Regions from separate parts of the Mus musculus genome. Here all the other regions are linked to region 3. The links are chromatin contacts, called in public HiChIP or PLAC-seq maps. All regions are on one chromosome and are shown on one strand. The core of a region is the stretch at or near the end of the contact, and the rest is flanking DNA. Distances in the headings are between cores, read along the strand shown.

The links. HiChIP or PLAC-seq counts read pairs in DNA pulled down with a chosen protein or histone mark.
Region 1: an H3K27ac HiChIP or PLAC-seq map of heart atrium shows a contact between it and region 3, with 9 read pairs. The contact joins two enhancer-like sites. A contact is called at or near these places in 3 of 39 promoter capture datasets (the 3T3-L1 cell line and 3T3-L1-derived adipocytes), 1 of 15 datasets of contacts at CTCF or cohesin (the NIH/3T3 cell line), 3 of 115 datasets of contacts at active chromatin or transcription factors (forebrain, heart atrium and stem cell-derived neural progenitor cells) and 1 of 9 other capture datasets (pancreatic islet).
Region 2: a contact with region 3 is called in an H3K27ac HiChIP or PLAC-seq map of heart atrium, with 10 read pairs. The contact joins two enhancer-like sites. A contact is called at or near these places in 1 of 484 Hi-C or Micro-C datasets (the HL-1 cell line), 1 of 115 datasets of contacts at active chromatin or transcription factors (heart atrium) and 1 of 9 other capture datasets (embryonic tail).

Annotation. Positions count from the first base shown.
Region 1 is chr17:49,625,545-49,629,030 of GRCm38.p6, reverse strand. The region is part of intron 3 of Kif6 (kinesin family member 6); the gene reads right to left. Among named protein-coding and RNA genes, the nearest start is that of Kif6, 12 kb to the right of the region's middle. Within about 2 kb of position 1,365, at least 17 of the 459 cell types and tissues checked have an H3K27ac peak or open chromatin away from gene starts, as enhancers often do. A contact at or near this core is called in heart atrium, where this site is marked.
Region 2 is chr17:49,690,165-49,693,590 of GRCm38.p6, reverse strand. All of the region lies in intron 6 of Kif6 (kinesin family member 6), which reads right to left. Among named protein-coding and RNA genes, the nearest start is that of Kif6, 77 kb to the right of the region's middle. RefSeq lists an enhancer at 1,643-2,810. Within about 2 kb of position 1,995, at least 57 of the 459 cell types and tissues checked have an H3K27ac peak or open chromatin away from gene starts, as enhancers often do. A contact at or near this core is called in heart atrium, where this site is marked.
Region 3 is chr17:49,829,133-49,832,336 of GRCm38.p6, reverse strand. Kif6 (kinesin family member 6) reads right to left here. Exons shown (of 23, transcript NM_177052.3): 14 at 88-196. Among named protein-coding and RNA genes, the nearest start is that of Gm16555, 8.9 kb to the right of the region's middle. Within about 2 kb of position 1,671, at least 13 of the 459 cell types and tissues checked have an H3K27ac peak or open chromatin away from gene starts, as enhancers often do. A contact at or near this core is called in heart atrium, where this site is marked.

The sequences.
Region 1 (3,486 bases), core at 116-2,615, 200 kb after region 3:
GGTGCTCGGACGTGAATGTGGTCCTCCACACGAACAGCAAGTGCTCTTAACTGCCGAGCCTTCTCTTCCACCTGGAAACAAATATTCTTAGCAAGTAACCATTAATTAAACCCACGGAGAGGTTTTGTTGTTTTTTGTTTTTTGTTTTTACTCTGTCTTTGTTTTTTAACCAAGTTTTCAGTGTTCTGAAAGCCTTTTGTAGCTCAAAACATGTAACAATGACAACCCCCTCCCCCCAGGAGCACACAGTGAGCTCGCGGCTCCACTATGGGAGTTTCCATTGATTAAAATCAGTAAAACACAGCGTTAGCTGTGAACAATTTAAAGACTCGAGGATGTGATTTGCCTTTTGTGTGACAAGAACGATTCCCTCGCTGTTCTGTGTATAATTCAGGCCCAAATGAAACTGTGTGTTTATCTGGGCGCTTTCAGACAACACTAATTCCACAGGTACCTGCTGGATACCTACTGCGGTGACTGCCACAGGTGTCTGGTGATCCACACAGATAATCTCTGACCTGACAGCAAAGACAGCAGGCAGTGGACAACAGAGAGTGCACGAGGAAATGGCATCAGAAATATACACCAGGTAGTGGAGGAGGAGACATCAGGAATGCTGTGGTGGTGAGGGAGCGCACATAATTTCAACAAGGGTGGCCAGGGTGTGCCTTCTTAGGAAGGTGACATATGAACAGAGACTTGGTTAGAAGGTGTGTGTGTGTGTGTGTGTGTGTGTGTGTGTGTGTGATTTTACTGTTTTCTTTTTAAATCTGTATGTTTGTGTGTGTGTCAATCCTATAGACCAGGTTGGCCTTCAATTAGGGAATTCCTGCCTCAGCCTTTTAAGAGCTAGGATTATAGTCTGGGCCTGACCCATCACTAGGATAATAGTCACTGAACATTGCCCATTTATCTCAGAGGCTGGCAGATCTCTGTGAGTTTGAGACCAGCCAGGTCTACATGGTGATTTCCAGGCCTACCAGGGCTATGTAGTGAGACTCTGTCTCGAAATGAATGAATGAATGAATGAATGAATGAATGAATGAGTGAATTGACTTGATTATTCCACTGAATGAATGATGAATAGTTTGAATAATATGTTCTAGTTCTTTTCTTCTGAGAGTATTTATACAGAATGAAGATATTTTAGGGGCAAATGAAAGAAATACCTGTCATTTGAGCTCATGGAACTATGACTGAAAGTGAGTGAGCTATGGGACCATCAGAGACTGTGGACATGCCTCACAGGGAGAAAAAAATCCAGGAACTGGGAAGTGAAAGGGAAGTTTTGCTTTCATTAGCCCCTCCCCCTGAGCACACATGCAGCCCCAGTCAGACCCACATCTCAGCTTGCCCTGTCTCAAAGTCCAGGGGGAGGGATCTGAGTCATGTGGTTGAGCTATGCTGAGAGGGAGACGGGATGAGGTTGGGAAGAAATAACCTCTCAGTGACAAGTGGCACCCAGGAGTTTGGCAGGGGTGACTGACGCTAAACTGTGATGAAAGCATCCCATGACCCTCTCAGCAGCACGAGGTCCACTCAGAGGGAGGGGAAGATCTGCTCCCACCTCACGGCTACAGCTTCTCTACTGCATGGTCGAGCGAATGTCCGTCAGAGGCCCAGTGTCCTGCCTTCTCACTGAAAGCAAGAGTTGTCATATCTGAGACTCCACAAGATTCGTAGAGGAACTGAGTGAGATTCTCCCCCGGAAAGTGCTCTGAAGCTGTCAAGGCACACTCTATTTCACACATAAAAGTATTCTTAGCATTATCTGACAATGGCAAGTGATATGCTGTAGATTCCGACACAGAACACAGAGTGGGTATAAAATAGAAGCTCAAAATTCGCAGAGGAGGGTAGAATTTATGCCAGGCGAGCGCATGCCCCTGTTTAATCTACAAGTGACAAAGAACTGAGCAAGCTCACTGGTGTAGCCAGTCACACCCAGGCTATTTAGTGTATGTCTTAAGTATGGCTATGCTATGGATAGTCACTTACAAACCCAAACAGTGGAGTAAAAAGTCTTGCCAGCTGTCCACACTACCCATCTGTGCAGGGAGAGTTTCCCAGAAGGCCTTCCCTTCCCTTGACCTTCACCGTCTATCAATCCTTGGAAGGGCAGTAAGGCGAATAGGATTGGCTAAAAATATCCTGGAGTCATCTGTGAACTTTTCATCATCTTCAGATAAAGATCTGAGATAAAGAAAAGCTGAGGAAGGGGGGGGGGGACTGGACGTGGGGAGTCAGTAAAGGAAGAAGACCCCAGCTCCTCAGGAAACAGAAATGAGGTTCCCTCCACGAATGAGTAAAGGTTGCCAAATAAAATACAAAGGCTACAGGAGGGAGGGATAGTTCAATGGTCAGGGGCACTTTCAAGTTCTCTTGCAGAGAACTTGAGTTTGGATCCCAGGACCCACATGTTTACTGATGGCCACCCATATCTCCAGTTCAAGCGGATGAAGTACCCACTGTAGGTACCTACACACATGTGTAATTTCATATGCATACACACAAATACAAATTTTTAAAATTAAATGCAAGGCTCTCTCTCTGAAAAAAAAATAACCTAACCCAAATGATTGCTGAAAGGAATGTAATTTCAGCCATGTTTGACGTCTGACTGGGGCCACCAGAATTACATCCAAAGAAATACTGCCTGACTGTGGTTATAGATGAAACTATTTAAAGTCTGTTTGATTGTATTTTATCAGAGAAGGATGACTGTATGAGACAGAAAGAGCTTGCTTTGAGCAAGATCCATAACACAGAAGTGTGAGGGACAAGGTGTTACAGTAGGCTTACCCCCAGCGTTCCCAGGAGAGTGACATGAGCTACTGGACTAGAAATTTGGCTTCATTTAGCAGACATAAGTGTTATCTTATCTGTAAAGATGAATGAATAGTTAGTGAACCATTCTGATGGCTTAAGTGTCAGAAAGCAGCCTGATTAGCAGTTGCTCTTGGTGAGATTCCACACAAAGGACTTTCTGTTTTCCAAGGGCATAACTATACCAGTGGCTCTCAACCTTCCTAATGCTGTGACTCCCCACCCCCACAACCATAAAAACTATTGTCAGTGCCACTTTGTGAGTGTAATTTTGCTACTGCTATGAATAGTAATATAAATAGTTTTGGAGACAGGTTTGCCAATGAGATTGAGACCCAGATCCAGAGAATTTGCCAAGATACATTGATATGTTTACATCTGATTGTCTAGGACTGTTGTGCAAATTTCATTACTCCACTCACCAGCCTGGAACTGTCTAGGAATACTAAAAGGGATGGCCCTAGGAAGTAAGGACCAAGCTGAAGAGGAATAGAAAAAACCATTGTTATGCCTCCGGATTGTCATCTTTTAACCATATTCTTTGTTCACCTGATTATTTGAAATACTGGTGGGAATGGCTCAATGGGTAAAGTGCTTGTTTGCCACATGAGAATGGGAATGTGAGTTCAGATTCCAGCACTCCTGTTGGAAGCCTGGCAT
Region 2 (3,426 bases), core at 746-3,245, 140 kb after region 3:
TACTTGTGAGGTCAAGAAGCATGCGGATGGGCTGTAAGTCCCAAAAAGGCCCCCTCCGAGGACAAGCTCTGGGGACCTGCATGCTGTGAAGAAGGAGGGCATAAGGCATAGGGAGGTGGCTGCTGTGGAGGTTGATAGTGAGTGCATTCACGAGTGACCAACTCTCATAGCTCATCAGAGACCCATATTCAGAAAACAATGGTGACATCACTGAGGGTGGCTGGTGCTGTGACCTGAGGGTGGCACTTTCCACCCCCACTCCCCCATGTCAGAGCATCAGCTACTGTGCCCGAAAGCAAGCTGGGCACACATCCCACACAAAGAGCTACAAGTGACAGATTCAGTACTTGGGTTGAGTTCATCGCTCTAATTATTAGATATATAAAATAATTACTGTACCCACGAGGCACTCTGCAAGTAAGTGTAATTATAATCTATAAGTTTATAATAAATACAAAGAACTGTTCTAAGTTCCTGATGGCCAGTCCTGCTTGTATCCTAGGCTTAAATGGAGACAACCTGTTAACTGGAGATCAAATTTATTTATTTTAAAACATTTATTCTTAAAACTTCTGCCCGCCTGTCTGTTTCTGTCTCTCTCTCTCTCTCTCTCTCTCTCTCTCTCTCTCTCTCTCTCTCTCTCTCTCTCTCTTTCTCTCTCTGTGTGTGTGTGTGTGTGTGTATGTATGTGTATAGGCTTGTCTATGCAAATTAATGTAGATATCTTTGGAGCCCATAAGAAGGTACTGGGTTTACTGCAGTTGGAGTTAGAGACAGTTCTGAGACGCCTGACATGAACACTGAAATCTGAACTGGGCTCCTCTTAAAGTTCAGCAAGTTCTCTTAATCATTGAACTGTCCTTCCAGCCCCAAAGACCAACAATACAAAACAATAAAACATTGCCTAGTTATAGCAATACTCATCTCAGAATAAGGTACAACATACAAAACACATGAAATAAAGATTGATTTGCAAATACAAGAACAAAAAAAGAACTAAAAGACATATATAAAATAAGAATGTTTTTGCTTAATATATGACTGTTATTTCATCAGTACTGATTCCTTTAATAATTTTTTGTTTGATTTTTGTTTCTGTGTTTGTTTTCCAGAGACAAAGTCTCTCTGTATAACATGGCCGTGGGTCACCATTTGGGTGCTGGAAATTGAACTCAGGACCTCTGGAAGAGCGGGCAGTGCTCTTAACCACTGAGCCATCTTACTAGTTCAATTGTTTAAAACTGACTGACTACTATAGAGCAGGCTGTGTTTCTAGTTTCCATGGATATGGGCTCTGTAAACAAGATATGGTGTCAGCATGTCAGCCAGACATACCAGAATACTCCAAGAGAAAAACGGAAGAAAGTACCAAGGTTGAAGGATGTTCAGAGCTTAGTGACAGCAAGGATTGGGTAGATATGATAGCTCAAAGAGAAAAGGAGCTTGCCACCAAGCTCAAGGAGGAGAGTTGAGTCTCCGGGACCCACACAATGGAAGGAGAGAAATAATCTTTGTTAGTTGTCCTCTGACTTCCACAGACAACATACCACACCTACACACATACACCCAAAGTAAATAAAAATGTTCTGTGCAAATAAAAAAAAAAGAATTTAAAAAATTATAAAACATGGAAAACACAAATTGCAACAGGCTTTTCTTGTTTTCCCTCCAGCTGGCAGACCTTGGGAATGCTGGGGTATGACGGGCAGAGCCAGCATAGGCCTGCTCACATAACTCTTCTGACTCTTTTTAGCCACCAGGTGCAAACTCCTGCCCACCTCAGTGAAGCTATTTCAAGTCCACTAAGCCTCAGACTGCAGCTTGTAAGTGCTGCGGGATGCTGTGGTCCAGAGTGACCCTCTGCCTTGTGTGAGCAGAGGGTGCTGGAGAACAGGGGTGGGGCCCGTCCAGGAAAACACCAATAGACTTAGCAGGGGCGGAGGTGGTCTGACGAGAACATACAGCATGCCTTCTCCAAATACACTGGACTAGTTGACGGGAACAGCTCAACAAGGAGAGTCAGGAGGTATCAAGTCACACCAGCTATGAGTGGGTCCTCGGGGTGTGGTAACTCGTGGTTCAGTACGTGCAACATTCACACTCACTTGGGAAAAAAATTACCTACGGGACATAATCAAGTATTATTCAAAATAGTGGTAGGATTGCAGAACTTAATACTTCTGAATAAAGAAATGGCTTTAACAACTTTTCTGTAAAAGGCTGAATACCAAAGAAAAGCGTACTCCACCTTGTGTCCTACATATCTGGACTTTGTTTTGCAAATGTTTTCTGGTTTCCATGACAACCTCTAGAGTTGTCTGTGCAAAGGAAAACTCTCCTTCTCTCTCTCTCTCTCTCTCTCTCTCTCTCTCTCTCTCTCTCTCTCTCTCTCTCTCTCTCCCTCTCTCTCTCTCTCTCTGTCTCTCTCTCTCTTCCCTTCCCTCCGCCTCTCTCTTTTAAAGAAATGATTAGTGTGTTCTTTTTATCATGGAAAGCTCGTTCTGTGCTGACAAATTACATCTTGACAGTTAGCTCGTGATCCAAGACAGGCGTGTCAGCAGGCTGAATAATAAGGAATTTTCAGGAGCTGGCAATCTGCATTTATAGTTTTATGTATGAGTGGTTGCTTTCATTGAATTCAAGAGATAAACGAAAGTGCTAAATACTTGGAATACTTCTGAGATAATTCAGAAGTACATCCATGCTTGAAATAGCTGACAGATGTCAATGTGATGACTGTGGTACGAAGGGACATGAGCTGCTGAATCAGAAGGACAGGGCAGAGCCTGGCATCCACTCACTAAGCTGTGTGGGCTTCCGCAGGACACAGAGCCCGTTCAACCTGTCTCCCCCAATAAAGTCAGTGCTGGAAATTCTGCATGGGTAGGTGATAACAATGTGTGGGTGGCTAAGGGAGCTTGCTGCTAACACTTGTGACATGAGTTTGATTCCCAGAACGCACATGCTGTCTTCTGGCTTTCACATGTGTGTTTTGGCATGTGCACACATATGTACAAATGCATAAGCATAAATGAATGAAGCATAAATGAATGAATAAATAAATAAATAATAAATGTTATTCTTAAAGATGTATATAAAGTGCATTGAATGGCAAGGCTATGACCACTAGTTTTATCAAAGAAAAAAAAAAGAAGCAAACATGGGAGAAATGAACACACTAGGCAATATTGATTCAGGGACACACTAGGATTGGGCTGCTTTGGGTTTAAGGCCTTTAGGGGGTCATTAGTAGATAAATCCCCCAGTGGGCAATAGGAAAGACTTGGGTGTTTGTGAGGTGGAAAATGGCAGGTACATTTCACAAAGGCTTTCCTTAGAACTTTTCAAAATGGCCTAAAATTCTGTATGGAATCAACTAATAAAATTGTCCACTGGTGAGTGGGTTTACTTCTGGGTCTTCCATTC
Region 3 (3,204 bases), core at 422-2,921:
ACAGTAGGCTGACGACTCAGAAGGTCAGAGTCTCTGGACTGGCTTACCTGACCTGAGGGGACCAGCAACTCTCTGACTCCATCTTACCTCTGCTTCAGAACCTGTTTGTTGTCCTCGATGGTGACACTGTCAGCGTGGTCCCTCTTGAAAATCTCAAAAGCCTCCTGGCGTCCCAGTGACATCTCCTCTCTCATCCCTATTTAGAGACACAGGGGGGATGGCTTCAGTCACATCATTTTGGGACGCCATTAAGCTTATTGCCACTTTATTCAGACCACAGAGCTGACTCCGGGGCTCCCTCAAGCCTGTAGCAGAGAGGTGATGACAGACAGGTGGTGCCTGACCAGAGGCTGTGCCTGTGAATCCACGGGGACAGGGGGACAGGGATAGGGCTTGGAATGCCTGGTTAGAGGAAATGAGAAACAGGCCTCCAAGCACCACCCCTCCCCCTGATGCTGAGCACATCTGTGAATCTACTTCCTGGTGGCACAGTTCTTCCTGTTTCCCCCTTTATGCCCCATTTTAGGTTGTTAAACTTCTCTCTGAATTTCCAGACATTTAGTAGCATAAATTAGAACCCAGATTGGAAGCTACAGAATCCACAAAGTTCTGCTTTAGCGTCTAGCTTCTATTTAACCTTATGTAATTCAGACTTACGTCCTGTGGCCGGTGAGGAAGGTCTTGGTCCTTAACCAGGAGTTAGTTATACACTCCATTCCAAAGCCCATTGTGGGAGGTCCCCAGTTTATGTCCAATTTTCACACCCTAATTTGCCACTGCCACTTGTAGGCCAACCCTCATGGCTTGGCTCTGCTCTCAGGACAAATTCTGGAGCCCAGCCTCAGAAAGTAGGTCCTTTAGAGGAAAAGGGTAGCTTCTTGCCCCAGCTTCTCGACTAAGGAGCCTCCAGAGGGAATGCTCATTTCAGGTGTGTACGCGGGTCCTCTGGAGAACCTAGGTCGCAGCTAAGTTTTGGATAAATGTACAGACTTTTGTCTTTTGAGAGAGGATCTCTTGTAGCTCAGGCTGACTTCCATCCTTCTAGGATGACCATGAACTCCAGACCCTCCTGCCTTTATCCTCCCAAGCACTGGGCTTTGTGTTCCACCACAGTTGCTTTAGGCTGTGCTGAGAAAGGAACTCAGGACTTGGTATGTGCTAGACCAGAACTCCTGTGTTTAAAAAAAAAAAGTCTGCCATTTTCCTCCTTACCACATCCTGCCAGAGACTTCTTCTCTTCTACTATCCAATACCTCTGCTGATCTTTGAAAAAGTCAGTCCTAGCCACATAGAACACATCGTCCCTCCCCGGGCTTGTGTCTGGGACAGTCAGTCCAGCAGACACTGTCTCTGGGCATGACACTCCTTTCCAGGGAAACGCAGATTCCTCCAGGGCCACAGATTGTCATTTTATCGGACTCGCAAGTGTTTTGCTCAAGGTTTGCATTCAGAAGATACTCAACCTTTGTCTGTTAGTTTAAGTTCATGCGGGCGATGAGCCCATTCTGACTGTTGGAGGAACACAGCCCAAGGCTTTGGGGAACATGTTCTTAACGGCCTTCATGCACCCCCAGCTCATTTCCCTGGAAAGAACCCTGCTATCTCCCATTCTCAGATCGAGGAACTGGCCCAGCTCATCTGACACCAATTTCATGACTACTGTGGTAAAAATAGCACCACAAGGAATGTCTGAATGGCACTGAGGTGATGTACATGGCACCCCACCCTCTTTGGTCAGGGCTCATTTCTGCCTCTGTCTGTCCCCCACACTCCTGAATGTACTTGAGGCTCACTGAGGCCATGTCACAGGGTGTGCATCTTCCTAGAGAAGCCAAAGAAAGAGAGCCAAGGTAGGCATGTCCTAGGTCTCCTCTGTCCCCAGGCTATGCCCAATTGTAACACAATATGCTTTGTGCTGTACAGTTAGCTCCACAGAGAACACACTGGGTCTTTCGGTGGGACCTTAAGGCTGCCACCCTCAGAGGAGGCTTTCACTCCTCAGATTCTATCAGGACTGGGACAGAAGGAGAAACTCTATGGCCTGTCCACTTCTTCTGCAGCTCCTGCCTTATTTGTTATGAGAACAGTGCACACTCTTAGGGAAGTAAGTCTGGGAGAGGACTTGGAATCAGCTAGACAGGCTCCCATTGTTGATGGGAGAGATTGTGGGAACAGGAAGGACATGGAGAGCATGTCCTTAGAGAATTTAGAAGGTTCTGATATGAAACTTGGAGCCATCAGTGTAACATGGTGACTATGAGCCGCTGATTTTCAAAGACCAGATAATTGAGAAGATAAGAACACGCCCGTTCTCACCACCAGGATGATGGTGATGCTGCTCCTACTATGTGCTGGAGGAGAATGCACTCTGGAATTTGGGTGGTTTGACTGTGGTGACCAAGGCTAGGTGGACATTGGTGCAAACAGTCAAAACCTGGCAAGTAGCTTTCCAAGTCGTAAAGAGAACAGGGTCGCTGACCTCAGTGGCTTATCTGAAGGGGAAGCAGGCTCTGGATTCTGCAGAGACTTCGGAAGGCTGCTGCATGGAGTGTGCAACCAGAGGCCCATGCAGATGCCTGAGGGGTGGATGCTGTTGAGCAGCTGATGCCCGTGAGCCTCGTTTCCATCTAAGCCTTCCTCCTGGCTGCCCCTGCCCTTGTGCACAGACTACATCTATCTCTTTTCAGATTATACAGATACACTCAATTTGTAGTCATCCTTCAAAGTAAAGAACAACGTTACTCAGTTCATTTCTGCTTTGCTCTCTCTCTTTGAGTTTAGGAAATGAGCTCTTCCTCCTGTGAGCAGCCCTTGCCTTTAAACAGGCATTGTACACATAAGAAAGGGCACGGAGAGCAGCCTCTGCACTTGAGAGCTCACCATGTACAGACATTTATGTATTCCCTCCCTCCAGAGGTGTTTATTTATCGTTGGCACAGGGCTAGGCACACAACATAGATGTGAGATTGGACGGGTAGATTGAAGCTTTGATGGCTGTGTTTCAAGTGCTCAGAGTCCAGCCACGGAGAAAGAAAGATGAACGAATGATTGTACTGCAGCTTGCTGTACTACTGAGAGAGAAGCAGGACATGGTAACTGCTCTGAGAGTGGACTGTTGGGAGGTGAAAGCATCCTTCAGGATGGTGAGGTATCTGTATGGGGAGAGAGAGGTTCCACATCTACCGCATGTGTCTACCGCATCCT